Regions from separate parts of the Columba livia genome. Here region 1 is linked to region 2. A link is a contact called in public Hi-C data. All regions are on one chromosome and are shown on one strand. Each heading gives the region's core, a stretch centred on a gene start, on an enhancer-like site or on the middle of the called end of the contact. The rest is flanking DNA. Distances are from core to core; before and after follow the strand shown. Region 1 has its middle 27 kb from the start of LRRC74A. Region 2 holds the start of CIPC (CLOCK interacting pacemaker).

Region 1 (7,752 bases), core at 5,197-7,696, 160 kb after region 2:
TTGCCTATGTCTTCACAAAAACTAATCACAGACTCCTTTTACTGACTGTTGTTGATAATCTCCTCCTGCCCCCACAAACCTCTCTAAACCAAGCCAGCCAGACTAGTCATTGGAGAGCGATTAGTTTCAGGTTCCAGTTTTACCTGGACTGATAATCTGTCTGTTATGCACTGAAGATGCAGTTTAAATTTCTCAGGTTTTATTAGTCTTCCAGTTCTTTCCCACCTTGCTCCTACTGGGCCCTGCAGCTGGTTAGCCAGAACTCATGCTGTACTTACTGCAGCCCAGAGAACCTCAGGACATTCCTCCTGGGCTTCTCAAGTCCAGCTCCTTGCTTGCACAGTCAGCCATTTCATACAATCCGTTAAGTAAACGTGTCTAACTGCCTCTTAAAACTAGCTTGTTTTTTGGCCTTACTAAACCCATTGGGAGGCCTTCACAATGCGTCAGTGCTCTCAGCATTAGAAACCTGACAATCCCTAGCCTAAATGTATGCATGGCTAGTTTATACCCATTTGTTCTTGTGCCAGCATTGTCCTTTATCTTTAAATAGTTCTTTCCTCCTCCCCATGTGTTCACCCCCCGAAGTATTTATTTATAGATGGCAATTATATCCCCCTTTGCTAGGCTAAACAAGCCAGGCTCCTTAGTTAATTAAGCTCTGGTGAATGATGCAAGGCCAAGCATGGTGGATGCCCAAAATCTGCCTCAGTCAGGGTTACATTAACAGATCATCAGGAGCCAAAAGGACACACCTAAATTTTACCGGAGCTGATTCTAACTACCCTCCTACTTAATGGGAAGCTTCTCAGTTCAGGCTGTGATCAAGTCTTCACTAGCTAGTCCTCCATTTTATCTTTAAGCTAAGGCAGATGTGGGCTGCCTTTGAGGCACCCTGGTCCATCCTGCTTGACATATCCAAGCAGCTGGGTAATCTATACTACATTAATCATATTGGGGTTGATTTAAAAAGTGGGATTAAGAAGTAAAAAATACAGGAACCTCAGTTGCTTGCTTGTTCAAAACATGTCCAGACAGAAACTGAGGAAATGTGTGAGAGGCAACAGCCCTGCATCAGCTCTGGGAGATGGGCTGGAGGAGTTAACAGGGCTTTTCCATCTCTAGCCTGTAAGACTGCTGTAATTCATCATTTCTATAGCACCATAAATTAGACAGCGCTTCACAAGCACAGAGGCAGTTCTTGCTTCCCTGAAGTCCATAGCAGGACTCTCAGAATGGGGTGCCTGGCTGAGGCACGTTCTTCCCCAGAAAGGCTTCCACTGTGACTGCCATGCCTACAGGACTATGTGACAATACCGTGCCATTGTTCCACTTGGGAGTGGGAGTAAAAAACACTGGGGAAGGAAGAGGGCTTTTTTCCCAACTCCCCCCTATCACAGCTGGACTTCTTGTCTCTCCATGGCCTGTTTTAGTGTTGCCCGGATGGAGAATAGGCTTCTTGGGGCTTTGATTCAGTCTGGCTGTCCTCCAGCAATATCCACAGTACTCCCTCCCCTCCCATATGCTCCCCATTAACATCCTCCTGTCTGCTGAATAAGGAAAGAATAACTCTCCCAGCCCCAGCCAGAGCCCCTGAGCCAGGGGAGTTCATCAGTCAGACTGGTTTCTCCTGAACCCAGAATAGGCCTCGTTAATGGGCCAGGAGGGGATTTTATTTTGCCTTTCAGCTAGTGGCTGCCCTGAGCCAGGAGTAGAGTCAAGTTACTGTGTCCCGGAATCTCAGCTATTCCAAGAGTAGGAGCAAGTGAGCTGCTGACTCAGGAGGTTTCCTAGTATTTTCAAGCAGGGCTCAGGCCTGTCAGAGCGAACTGAACTGTTGGTCCTGCTTTCTTCTAGCCTCAGGACAGGGATTAACAAAAGTCACAGCCGACTGAAACAGGCTGGGGAATGGAACTGGAGCAGAACTGCAGATCACACCCTTTCCTGGCACAGACCCAGGGCCTTGCAAAGACTCATGGTAGTCCTTTAGCATTTTTCACTCCTCTCCTTGGAGGGCTGTTTAGTGTAGTACAAACATCCACAAGCGATGAGGCAGCTCAGCTTTATTTGCACCATTTTCTAAAAGGGGAGATAAAATCAGAGGGTGAAAGAGACTTTTGAGGCAAAATGTTTCATTGCAAATCAGTATCGAAAGGGAGGCTGGTGTTCAGCAATGTCTGCCTCCCTGCCGTCACCCAGAGACCACCCCGCTTCTCTTTTGTGCAGGGACATGGGAGGATCCCTCCCGTGCAGCTGAATCTTCAGTTGGGCTTCCCAGAGCCTGGAACAGAGACCGGCCTGTGTCTAGGACAAGTGGTTAGAAGTCACACTGAGTTCAGGATTCTTGTCCTCATTTCGAGTCTGCCTGCATGCTCTTATCTCTTTGAAAGGAACCAATTTCTAGAGGTTAGCAGAGAAGATGAGGCTATTAAAGCAGCCCCTCACACTCAGCCCTCATGAAATAGTGCATACTCCTTTACACAGGGAATGAAGTCACCAGAGAGCATACGTTTGTATGTTTGCACCCCTCCATCTCCCAGCACCACTGTGACTCCAGCCAGCCTGTTACAACGTGTCTCCTCTCAGCCCCTGAAAAGCTCTGTCACCAGAGAGCACCTCAGCTCTCTTCTTCCAGGTCGTCCTTTCTTTTTTTGCTGCCTGTCTTCATGGGCTGTTTTTCTGTCCTGGTCCCTTCCTCAAACTCACTTCAGCAATGAATAACTAGTCTAGTATAATATGTAAAGGGCAGCTGGGTACAAGTTGGTGTTTGTGAAACAGAAGGTATCTATCTGCTGCAGCTATCGGCATGTCTATCCCAGCCACATCCCCTAGGGCTAGGATCTGATGTAGGGGCAAAAACATGTAAGAGCTTCTCTTACTTTCCTTCAGTCTTAGAGATATGAAGGTGCCCATTTTGAATGGCTAAGGAGCTCTTGGATTGTGGCCCAAATGCCACCTGCCTCTGCAGTATGGCCAGATGGGTAGGATGGCTCTCTTAGCTAGTATCTTGTGGAGATTTCCCTATGTGAGGAGAATTTTCAGCTACTTTTTTGAGGGACTTAATATCCTTTTAGAGGTGCCCAGTATTACAACGGTGACAAGCTGCAGACTAAGGCTCTGGCCCACTTACCTTTGGCATGCTGCTTGCTTTAGATCATGAGCTCTGTAGAGGTCCATAGATGGTGCCCAGGAGTTGTGATGGGTACAGAGAAGCAGTTGGGGAGGAAGAACATGGCCTGGGGCATTTTCTTTTCTGGAAAACGGACAAGTGCTGATTTTTCTCCATCACTTCTTAACATGCCATTTGGATTAGGGTGGGAATCCCATCTACATCCATTGAACAATGACCCCAAGAAATCTAGGTGTCTTCCTCCACAAACCTTTGAATCAGAGGGCACTGAACTGTTTTGTTTCAGCTAGTGAAGGCATGAATTAAGTATGTGGGACTGAAATAGAGTAAAAAAAAAAAAAACCTGCAAAGAGCAATGCCTGTAGGAACAGATTGCATTTGGCCTGCTTGCTACCTGTGAGACAAGGATCCCTATTAAAAAGGCAGGACAAACCTGCTCTGATAAATATGACCAGGTGACATGACTTATTATGCAATCTGTCATCTAGTGCAGTGAGTCACATGTGGTATCTAGGAAGCTGGTAATGTCCCAGAAGTCACTAACTTAATACATGTTTAACTGAGGTCTTGTCTTATATTTCATAGCAACTCCAACTGGACTTGCATGACAATCTAGATGAGGGTGGAGAATGCCAACATGGGCCTGAATAGAGCACTAGTAGCCCATTTAGTATACAAGATGCCTAAGAAAAAGTCAGCAGAGCATTTATATTTGTAACCAAGGCATATTTGCAAAGAAGTGATAGAGAGGTGATAAATGAGACACCATGCTACAGTTGTGTTGGCTAAAAAGCAGGATACCAGGCTGAGGGCAAAGAATGGATGTAGCAAGATGGTGGGGATGCTCTGAGTACTTTGGCTTCCATCTGAGGGCAACATTCAGAAGATGCTGCAAGTGTTGAGCTTCAGACACAAAGACTGTCTTGAGGGTGTCTGGATAAAGACAGCTAAGCTATAAGGATGCTTTATGTCCTCAGAGGGAGCTCAAATGCTGCAGTGCTGCATGCAGCCAGAATAGCATGTGCTGTGTGACGTGAAATATTTAAGTACACCTGAGCTTTGTGGAGTTTCCTGCTAATCTGCAAAGTATCAGTGTGGTGACTTGTAGTGCCAGGAGCTGGGTTAAGGGGAGTGGCTCCCTGGTGGGCATAACCTAGCTGCCATCCCACATGGGGCACGTGGCTGAAAGGCACAACCTAGCTATAAGGAAACCATGAAACGCCACACTGTCCTTTCCAAAAAAATAGATGTATCTGCCCCATCTCTGTCTTCCAGGGTCCTGCTCCTTCTTTTTCTCTAGCTATACATCCAAGGAAACAGAAATCCGCTGCAAGTTCCCTAACTTGCTCCAGCTGTGCAGAGCAGTGGTGGTGACAGGGGAGGAGTACAGCATGTCAGGGCTATGTCCTGTGCCCACGGACTGCGCTTCCCTCTGGATGACTTCTCCCACATGTGCAGAGGAGCCTCCTGGTGAGACAGTGATCCAGCTGCTTCAGGTGATGCACATGTGACCACTTGAGTCTCTCCTGGAAAACCTCACGCCTTCTGTACGGGTTGCTCACACCCATCCATATGCATACACATGTAAACAGCATGATACCACACTAGCACAATTGAGACCTATGATAATGGCAACAAAACATGAAAGCTTCTCCTCTCATGCATGTTTTTCTGGATTGAAAGAGCAGGGTGTGAGTCATTGAGTGGATGGGAGAGGGGTAGGTGTTCCTTCTGTCAACTTAGCAGACCTGCTTCAGCACTGCTTGGCCCAGCCTTGGCAAGGCATCTGCGCTGCAACTGCTTGTTTGGAACTCAAGAGCTTCAGGTCACTTTTGGCTTGTGGGGGTGTTCAGTGCTGCTGGCAATTGTTACTTCCTTACACAAGGCAAACAAAAAGCCCTGCTGCACCAGCAGAGTCACCTGCTGTGGTTTACCCAGTGGAAAGCAGTGGGCAGTGATGGCTTGGCTGACGCATGAGAGCACTCCATGCAGCTCCATGCCTTTTGGGGTGATCAGGGACGGTAGAAATCATTCAGAGTGCGCATTAGCCAGTTTTCCTCTCCCATATATGTACACACCACCTTAAATATGGGAACTGTCTTCCTGCCCGTCTTGTGGAAGGAGGTAAATGGGAGTGCTTGTAGCTGTGTGATTTGCAGGGCACAGGAGAGGGACATGCTATGTTCCTTCCCTCCCAGGCCAGCTGGGAGCGGGGTGGAAGGCTCTTGGAGTGGGGAGGAAGAATTACCCGCTGAAGATGACCAGGAACTGTAAGGGCACAAACTCGTGCCCCAAGCGTTTTGCAAATGGCCTCCTCTGCTCTGAACACCAAGAGCTTACAAGGCAAAAGGAGATCATTGCCATTTCCAGAAGAGACGGTATTTTTTTCGCCTTGTTGCAGGCAGGACCAGCTGCCTTCCAAACCCGTGACTGCAGCAGCCATGACCCCTCTGAAGAGAAATCTGAGCCCGCAAGCAGTTGTGCTGGGAGGGCCACGCTCTCACGTTTCTCTGTTTTGTTTTGGAGCCTCTGATAAGGCTTGTTTTCCTTTCCTTTCCTTTCCTTTCCTTTCCTTTCCTTTCCTTTCCTTTCCTTTCCTTTCCTTTCCTTTCCTTTCCTTTCCTTTCCTTTCCTTTCCTTTCCTTTCCTTTCCTTTCCTTTCCTTCCCTTCCCTTCCCTTCCCTTCCCTTCCCTTCCCTTCCCTTCCCTTCCCTTCCCTTCCCTTCCCTTCCCTTCCCTTCCCTTCCCTTCCCTTCCCTTCCCTTCCCTTCCCTTCCCTTCCCTTCCCTTCCCTTCCCTTCCCTTCCCTTCCCTTCCCTTCCCTTCCTTCCCTTCCTTCCTTTCTTCCTTCCTTCCTTCCCTTCCTTCCCTTCCTTCCTTCCTTCCCTCCCTCCCTCCCTCCTTCCTTCCTTCCTTCCTTCCTTCCTTCCCTCCCTCCTTCCTTCCCTCCTTCCTTCCCTCCTTCCCTCCCTTCCTTCCTCCCTCCCTCCCTTCCTTTCTTTCCTTTCTTTCCTTTCTTTCCTTTCTTTCCTTTTCTCCCTCTATTTTTTTTTTCTGAACATATTTCCACAGCCTCAAGGAAGGAATTAAAAAAAAAAGGGGGGGGGGGGGGGGCGTCTGGAATGGGAACAAGTATGTTTCAAATTACAGAAAGGATGTGAAAGGTTCAAGAATTTAAGCCCTGACTCCGCCTGTGTCTGTCTCCACCCCCCCAGAGAGCAGCTCGCATTGTGGCTTTTCCACCGCGCAGCACAATGCAGTGGCAGCGGCACCGGACCGCCCGGTGGTCCGGGACCGGGGCAAGGGCAGCGCTGGGCGGCAGCGCTGCCGCCGGCCGGGCGCCCGGCACCATGGCTGCCCGCGGCCTCCCGCTCTCTCCCCAGCCCGCTGCCTGCACGCCTTCAAGGGCTTCATCGAGCTCTGTATCAGCGCGCAGTTTGTTTCGAGCTTTTATTTTATTTTATTTATTCTTTTTTAAATCTCGTAGGGTGTGTCTGTGCAGGACTTTTTCCTTCCAGTGGTTAAGCTCTCATCCCAGGAATGTGCTGAGGACCCATTTCTGAGAGCGGAGCGCCCTCTGCTAGGTGGAAAGGGAGGAAAAGCAGGCGAAGGCGCAGCTCCCCGGGAAAGAAGCAATTTCACTGCTGGGTCCTCCTTAGACACTTGCACACTGAGAAGCCAGCAGATAGTCCATCGACACCATCAGTGTCCTCACAGTGACTCGAGGGGAGGGCTCGTAGTTCTGCTGTAAGTTATACAGCAGTGATAAACCTCTGATTCTAACTGCCCTGCTTGGACTTCTCCGCACGTGTACCCAGTGTAACTGCTCCCATACCAGCTCCACAAAGATGAGGTGGGGAGGAACCACTGGCAAAGAGGACAGTTGAAATGGTTTCATCTTCCCTCACTGGGGGAAGATCATGACTGGACCTGGTCTCAGTCCCTTATGGAGGGCCATATTCTGGAGACGTTCTCTGTCAAATGATCACTGTATCCTGTGACCCCAAATGCAAATATAGACCATCAAGGAATGCATGTACTCAGTTTCCTGAAAGGAGGATCCTGTGAATAAGGTTACATGGCAGGACGTTATTTCCTTGTCCTCCTGGGACTTGATCAGATACCCACTTCCCATGAGGCTGTGAAAGATAGCATATTTGTCCCTTGAGAGATACACAGCTAACAGCATGTCAGTGAAGGAATTAAGATCCTCATGAAGTATCTGGAACAGAGAAGGCTACCAGAGCAATCTGTCCAGCCTGCAGTGTGGGTCCAGCTGCCACCTCAGTGGCCTGCAAGGAACAGCTTGGCAAGGAATGAGCTATGGGTTGATTGCATTCTTCTGGTCAGTCAAATTCAGGATGCAATCCTTTGGCTGGCCTCTCTGGATTAAGAAACTATGAAATAGCTTCAGTATTATTGATAGACAAGGACTCACCCACATAAGAAGGAAAGAATAACTATAACATACATTTTCAAGAACTGAGATGTCCATGATGATCTTGACGTTTTCCAGTGTCTTATAAAAAACATTAGTCTCAGTTAGTCGACCTGAATCTGCTATCTCATGCTGAAAAAGTTAAATTTTGTCCATGCAAACATTCACTTCATCATATCTTTAG
Region 2 (6,914 bases), core at 3,611-6,110:
AATGTGAGACATCACTTGCAATTGAGAGAAACAAGTGTTAAAGTAAAAATGCCACAGCTAACTTCAGATATGGATTTTTTTCTTTTATAACATTCTGGATTAGTCCTAGACATTGCACATAAAGCACTTCCAGGACCTAAGAACTAGGAAGCATCCTAGTTTTCTTTTTCATTCAATAAAGGTAGTAAACATGAGCTTGCAAGAGGAAAAACATTTGCTTTTTTGTTTTGATCACTGGTGCTACTTACATAATATTCTTAAAGATCTATATTTTGGAGATCCCTTTGAGACAAAAAGGGTTATTAGATGTAGCAAAGCTTCTCCATTTCACATTTTTTCCATCTTAGTGCTTCTAGCTCCCCCTCAAAAAACCAGGCTGTCGCAATAGTACTTTTCAAGTTACCAGTTACTTTCTGGATTGCAACAACTTTGCAATATCTTCTTGAAAGGAAAAACATGTTAAAAAAAACCAAACCAAAACAACGATTTAAGAACATGCAATATTTTTCAACATATTACTTCGTCCCTACCTGCTTAACTAACACATTTTTCATTACGACCATAGGAGAAAGTGCAGGAAAGGAGTTGCTTGTAGTCACTGGGCACTGACAAGTCCCATCCTCTGTGTTCCAACACAACGCATTCAGCACGTCCTCCGAGTCAGTCTGCTCCATAGCACTTGGGCACTCTGAACTTCCATCTGCCAGATGCAGAATTCAGCTGTTAGTTGTTTCATATGCAGCATCCTTGTTAACTCCTTTCATTTCCAATATTCTGCTTCCTTTCAACCACGCCACAAAGAACAACAAAGTTTCATTCTGGAATACCAATAAAATTAGACCTGCTGTGACAGCTGTCAAATAGCCTTTAATAAAAGGCTTTATATTTCAGGCCAGTTCTCACGCAAACATTGTCTCCAAAAAAACCTATTGCCTTTTGTACTTTTGTATTTAGTCTTTAAGGGACTCACACTACCATGAAGATAGCTCTAAAAGCTGGTGCAGGAAAGAACTACAAGCTCCAGCATTGCAACAGCTGCTGTCTGTGTTGCAGGCATTTTGTGTCTTGAAACCCTCTATGTACAAACCCAATAAGGCAGGTATCTCTCACAAAAGCATTTTCTTTCTTTTAAAGACAATCTTTGCACACCTGTGTTGACTATAAAAATACCACACCGTGTTTACATTTTACAATTACTCTCTGTTTTATCAGGCTCTACTAACAATCTGGTCAAATGGTAAGAGACATTAAACCGCATAATCCAACAGTTCATTCATCACCGCAAAGAAGAAAAACTGATTTTGCCATCCCCACTTCTAGACTTTGAAGTCTAAGATTCTTCAGTTAATTTCATAATTTTAAATTACCACACCACTCAAATTCACATGATGAACTTTATAACTACATAAAGCTCTACTCCAAAAACGTTTGATGGTGGGATGTTTGCAGATGCAACCTGTCCTGCATACAAAGGGCCCCCAGGTAAGGAGACATAAACTGTAAGAGCCAGAGTCAGATTTGTCAAACATCATCAATAAAAGCAAAGTCTGAGGAAGATAACAGCAAAAAAAGGTAACGTAGTAGTTTTCTAAACCTGAATATCCAGAATCTTTGTCAGATTCAGCTGCCGCCATGTTGAAGCGATGGTTCAAGCTCTTCATTTCCATCACTTCCTCCAGTAGTTCCTCGAGGGTCTCAATAGATGACTATTTTGTCTCCATGCTTCCATAGTGCTGCAGGCAGTTTTTAACGCCTTTTCCATTGGGCAACTAAAAAATAGTTCAGAATAAAAAGATAATTTCTCTGAGTCTAAAGAAAATTCCATCAGTATAAAATAACAAAGAAGGCCACGTTCATCCTTATGGAAATCTGGTTATCAAAGGTTTGCTGCACCTGTTAAGCAATCTGTAGAATTCTATTAAACTTCCAGCTTCACATTTGCTATGTTCATCACACATTTGAGTTATCAAAGGCTTGCCAATAAAACCAATTTACTCCCTGAAAAACTCTCTAAACTATGCATGTTTAATAACACATTGCAGAGCAGAAAAGACAGGAAACAACTCTTTGCATCAACTGACATTTTGCTTTGTAGAATCTTCTGAACTGAAATTTTATATCTGCCTTAGGCTGATTTTTTAAGTTTCAGGAAAGTTTCTATGATCCAATCTTTCAGTCCCCTGCACCAACTACAAGAAAACAACATCATACTAGGCATGACTATTGAGTCTTTTAGGGTAGGTTAAAAGATGCCAGAAAACCTACGGCACATGAAGGAAGAAAGAAATTATTTGAAGCAGAAATGTAAAACAGGTATTTTACTTCAAAAAAAAAAAAAAAATTACTAGTGCTGTGAATACCATCAATAAATCAAAGGTATTACAGAAGTACTGAAGACAGGGATGCAGCTGAGGTGGCAGAATGCACCCATCTCATTCAGCTCCTTTCTCCAGGACCTGAGCAAGTCCGAATACAGGACATGGGTCAGCCAATATTACCAAATTACCTGAAGTAGAGTAATTTCATACTTAAAATGACTAAGTAAAGTATAAGGTAGATTCATCTGGACAGGACAACGCATAAGTACTTTCTAACTATGGTATAAATTCTGTCAGACAATGTAATAATTCCTTACTGTGCACACAAAACTTGGGAAATAGGAACGTAATTTCTTGACCTGCTAAAAATGTAGTGCCCAATTCTACAAAGTTCAGCAACATGAGTAACGAAGACAAAACATCAGATAGAAAGTATAAGTTGTTATCTGTAATTAAATCAATGCCCCTCTGAGTCAAGTGGGATAGTTGTGTATCTCTTTTCACACTGCCAGTGAGCTAACTGGAGACTTTCAAAACAGAAATATCTCAAATTATTCAAAGAATGAAACTCAGATAGAAAACCAAGGCATGTTTCTCAGCCTCCCCCCAAAACAAGATAAACTAAAAGCTACTCATAAACAACTTTATTTTTTCCCCCCAATAATTAAAAGCTACTTTTATCTTCTAAAAACTTCACTATTCCAGGGGCTGAATCCCAAAACAAGTCAGTTGTACTAGGTGAAGCCAATACAACAAATACAGCTGAATCTGCAAAGCTGTGGTTTCATTAATACAGTTTGTTTCACCCTCAAAAGTAAGTCATCAGAGAAAAATAAATTCAAGTAAGCGATCAGAGAACAAGCTGGGGCTAAAGAAACCCATACTGCTCCAAGTGCAACACATACTGTACCTGCAATGCACTCCTAGAGGAGACATGGCCTTAGAAATGCCATCTTCTTCCCACACACAGAATGAGAACACTGGAAGGCTGAAACTAAAAGCTATGACAATCACAAAAATGTGTAGTTACATTATGGCCTCCCACACTACATACTTGTCACAAGGTTCAGCTGCTTCCTGAGGGTAGGCAGGATCTAGCAAGATTGAGCAAAGTTTATGCTTCCCTTAAAGAAGGTAGAGTTTGACAAACAGAAAAATGACACAATGAAGTGGAGAAATTACGTCTAATATTATTTGTAAAAATAATTTTCCTATAAAGCAACTCTTTAAAGCTGTGTCTCATGTTAGAACTGTATATTTAAATTACTCAGGAGTCTGCATCATGGGCAGGGCAGCAGCTCACTGGTGGCAGTATCCAGTGCAAGCTACTTCAAATGACATTGTAGCAGACATCCTGGAATAGTCTACCCTGAAAGGCAAGTTTCTTCTTAAGGTCCTGACAACTGACTGTTAGAATTCTGCTCCGAGATCTTGAGCCTTAGCACCTCCAGTAATGAATTCTGTAAGCCAGACAACAGTGCTGAGATGGTAGGGTGACTCTCTCTGTAACTACAAGAAAGACAAAATAATTGTCATCAGAAGAGAATTTCCTCAGTAGCTATTTGCATAACTTTTATTTTCCATCTATAGTCACACCTGTTGACCTGCTAACAGGCGTGGAACAAACATAACTACATAAGAGCAAGGTAGATGCTATCCCTGGAACAGAAAATGAGGTTTAAGTCCCAATCCATACTTTTGTTACTCATCCCTTTCTAAACAAATGTATTTTTAAAGAAAGCAATATGTATTGATGCTAATCTCCAAAAAAAAGCAGAACTAGAAACAGAAGAAAGGCTAGAAATAAGTAAACTAAGAACACACCATCTGCCAGCCTTGCATCAATGGAACCTTTGGGATGGGTGGGCTGGCACATCTTTTTCTCTTCGCTCATGGAAAACAAATAAAACCCGCAAACAACAAACCAATACCAACAGAACCACAACCGAAAGTAAACAAACCAGAAGCGCCACTCTATCGAGACGCGGGCGTGGGACCCCTTCGGCTTCCCCGCGGGGCCAAGACGCGCCTCAGCCCGGCAGGCAGGTGCTCTGCCCCCGGCCCGGCAGGCAGGTGCTCTGCCGCCAACCCCGACGCCCAGGGCCCTCCCTCTGGCCGCACCGGCGAGAGCTGACCCCGCCCGACCGCCTGCCCGGCGCTTCGCCCACACGCCAGACCCGGGCGGCAGGGAGCTCCGGAGCACAGCCGCCCGGCCGGGGTGCCCTCGCAGCGGGCCCGGCGTGAGGAGCGGCCCCCGCGCAGCCGGGCTGAGCCACCCGATTGTGGGGCCCGAGCCGCCACACGGCGAGGAGAAGCAGGCCCCGGCGGTGCCCGAGAGTCCCACAGCTGCCACCAGCGCCTCACGGCCACCGGCTCCCGGGCCGGGCCACCCCTCACCTGGCTGCGGGCCGCCACGGCTCCAACCGCACCGGGCCGCGCATGCGCGGCGCCCTACCCTGGAACACGAACCTCGCTCCCCGCCCGGACAGGCCCGCCCCGGAAGAGGAAACTTGCTGCTAGGCCTCCTGGCCGCACATGCGCACAGCAGAGCCGCCCGCGCCGCCGCCGCGCGCCTGCTGGGGGCGGGGTGCTTGCAACGCGCGTGCGCTTGGGCTGCGCGCGCAGGCGGCCGTTGCGGCCGTTGCTGCGTGTGATTCCTCGCGCTGCGCTGGGCGGAGGCCCCAGGTGGCGTCCTGGGGCAGGGGCCTGGGCGCCTCGCAGGGGGCGGAGGTGGAAGGGCAAGGGCTTCTCGGGGACACCAGGGGCAGGCTCGGCACAGCAGCCATTGCCGCAGGCCCTCGAGTGCTGTGGTGATTGGCGCGAGGAGGGAGAAGGCTGCTGTAGGTGTGCGAGGGGCCATGGATGCACACAGGGCCCGTCAGGGAAAAGGGCTTGCCAGCATATTGGCTCTAGAAGACCTTTTGAGACCCGTCCCACCACGACTGTGAGGGACATGTCAGAAAGGAGCATCTTCACTGAAAAAGGGTGTGAGTGCGCTCCTGTTGGCCTTGTGCTCTGTGGCCAGGCAAGTGTGCAAGAGCTTGAAGCTGTTTAATGCCTGGCCTGGACTTCTGAGGGGATCAGACATGGTGATGAGAGCCAGGAGTTTGAGATGGTGCTGGACTTCGCAAATAACTGTGCAAAAGAGGACCATTTTGTAGAGCTTCTTGCCAAGAATGAGAGATAACAGCAAAAGAAACCAAAACAAATCACTAGCAGCCACTTATAAAATGAGAAAGGCAGCACCAAAGAGGTCCAAAAGCTTTAAACTTGTCTCAAAGAGGGAAAATAGGACAAAGGAGGAGCTGTCATGAGTAAAGAATACCCTTCTATGTAGTGGGTAAATATGAGATAGTGAAAGAAATACATGGATTTGCTTTCTATGAACTACATATAAACCAAAGGCAAATAAGTAGGAGGAAGTGAATCCTCTGGTTCAAAGAATATGCCTAGAATAGCTATTCTTGTTCTGAGAACTGCATAAATATGACTGGCAACTACAAGTCTGTCAGAATATTTTGCATTTGGACATGAAAGCCATTTCATTAGAGAAAATCAAAAAGGCTGTATGAAGCAAAGACACATTGAATTCCCTGAACAGAAATGGATTAAATACTTTCATTGTTGTCATGGTCTTGTTAAAACACCTGAAACACGCTGATGAAAAGGATCAACATGATTTAATAAATTCCTTAGTGAAAAAGAGAAGGACCTTTAGTCTCAGCATATTCTCGTAAGTAACCTGTCAAATGCAGAACAGAAATGTCTGGTATGATGTGAACAGGCACTGTCACTTTGAGAATGTGACACAGAAGGGATTCCAGTGCTGTTAATCCGAAGTGCTGCGAGATAACGCTAGTGACACTCTTAAGATGTATTTTTGAGTATTTAAATACCAGAGTTGGCTCCGAGTTACATCTAAACAGTACCGAAAGATGTGTGATCTATAGACTACGGATTTGGATTCCTTACTGTTCAGGAGGTTTGGGTTTTGAGGAAAGCATGCTAAGAATGCTGTTGCATCATGATATTTGCTCAGGCATGGTCCTGGTTGCCTTATCCCCAGAAACAACCCTTACTGATCTCCACAGAGACCAGATTTCTCACGATGTGAAGTACATGTGGGTGCTCACTGAAAACAGCTCATCAGAGAGTGAGCAATCTGTATTTGGGACAGACAACCAGCCTTTCAGTTCAGGTGGTTCAGAACAAATTTGGACTGTGTGATACAAGACCTTCGTCGGAGGGGTGGCAGGTAGGAGAACTGAAATACTGTACTGGTTAATAGATAAGATTTCTTGGGTAGTCCAGGTAAACCTCTGTTTCAAATAAATCTTAACAACTAAATTCTCCCTGAATTCGGTCGAATTAAAAGTTAGTTTTAAATCGAGCAGTATCACCTGAATTCTCCCTGCTCCAAAATATGCCTTTTTTGTGATTTTAATATTTCTGTCGTTGTCCCTTCTCTCCCTGTTCTTTTCATTTGATTCTTCATTGATATAAGGTCTCGTTTACTGTGCACTTTCAGTGATTACTGCCAGTGGCAACAGGATGTTTTCCTTTTTTCATATGTTGTACTGTGGTTTATTTGTTTAT

Evidence for each region. Hi-C and Micro-C count contacts between places; a contact is called where the count stands out from the background.
Region 1: a Hi-C map of crop shows a contact between it and region 2, with 5 times the contacts expected there. The contact joins the enhancer-like site here to the promoter of CIPC in region 2. A contact is called at or near these places in 2 of 2 Hi-C or Micro-C datasets (crop and liver).

What each region holds. Positions count from the first base shown.
Region 1 is chr5:24,546,320-24,554,071 of bColLiv1.pat.W.v2, forward strand. No RefSeq gene overlaps it. Among named protein-coding and RNA genes, the nearest start is that of LRRC74A, 27 kb to the right of the region's middle. Within about 2 kb of position 6,447, at least 3 of the 3 cell types and tissues checked have an H3K27ac peak away from gene starts, as active enhancers do.
Region 2 is chr5:24,389,414-24,396,327 of bColLiv1.pat.W.v2, forward strand. CIPC (CLOCK interacting pacemaker) reads right to left here and starts at 4,861. Exons shown (of 4, transcript XM_065063825.1): 1 at 4,788-4,861; 2 at 1,595-1,769; 3 at 531-700. The coding sequence starts at 1,667.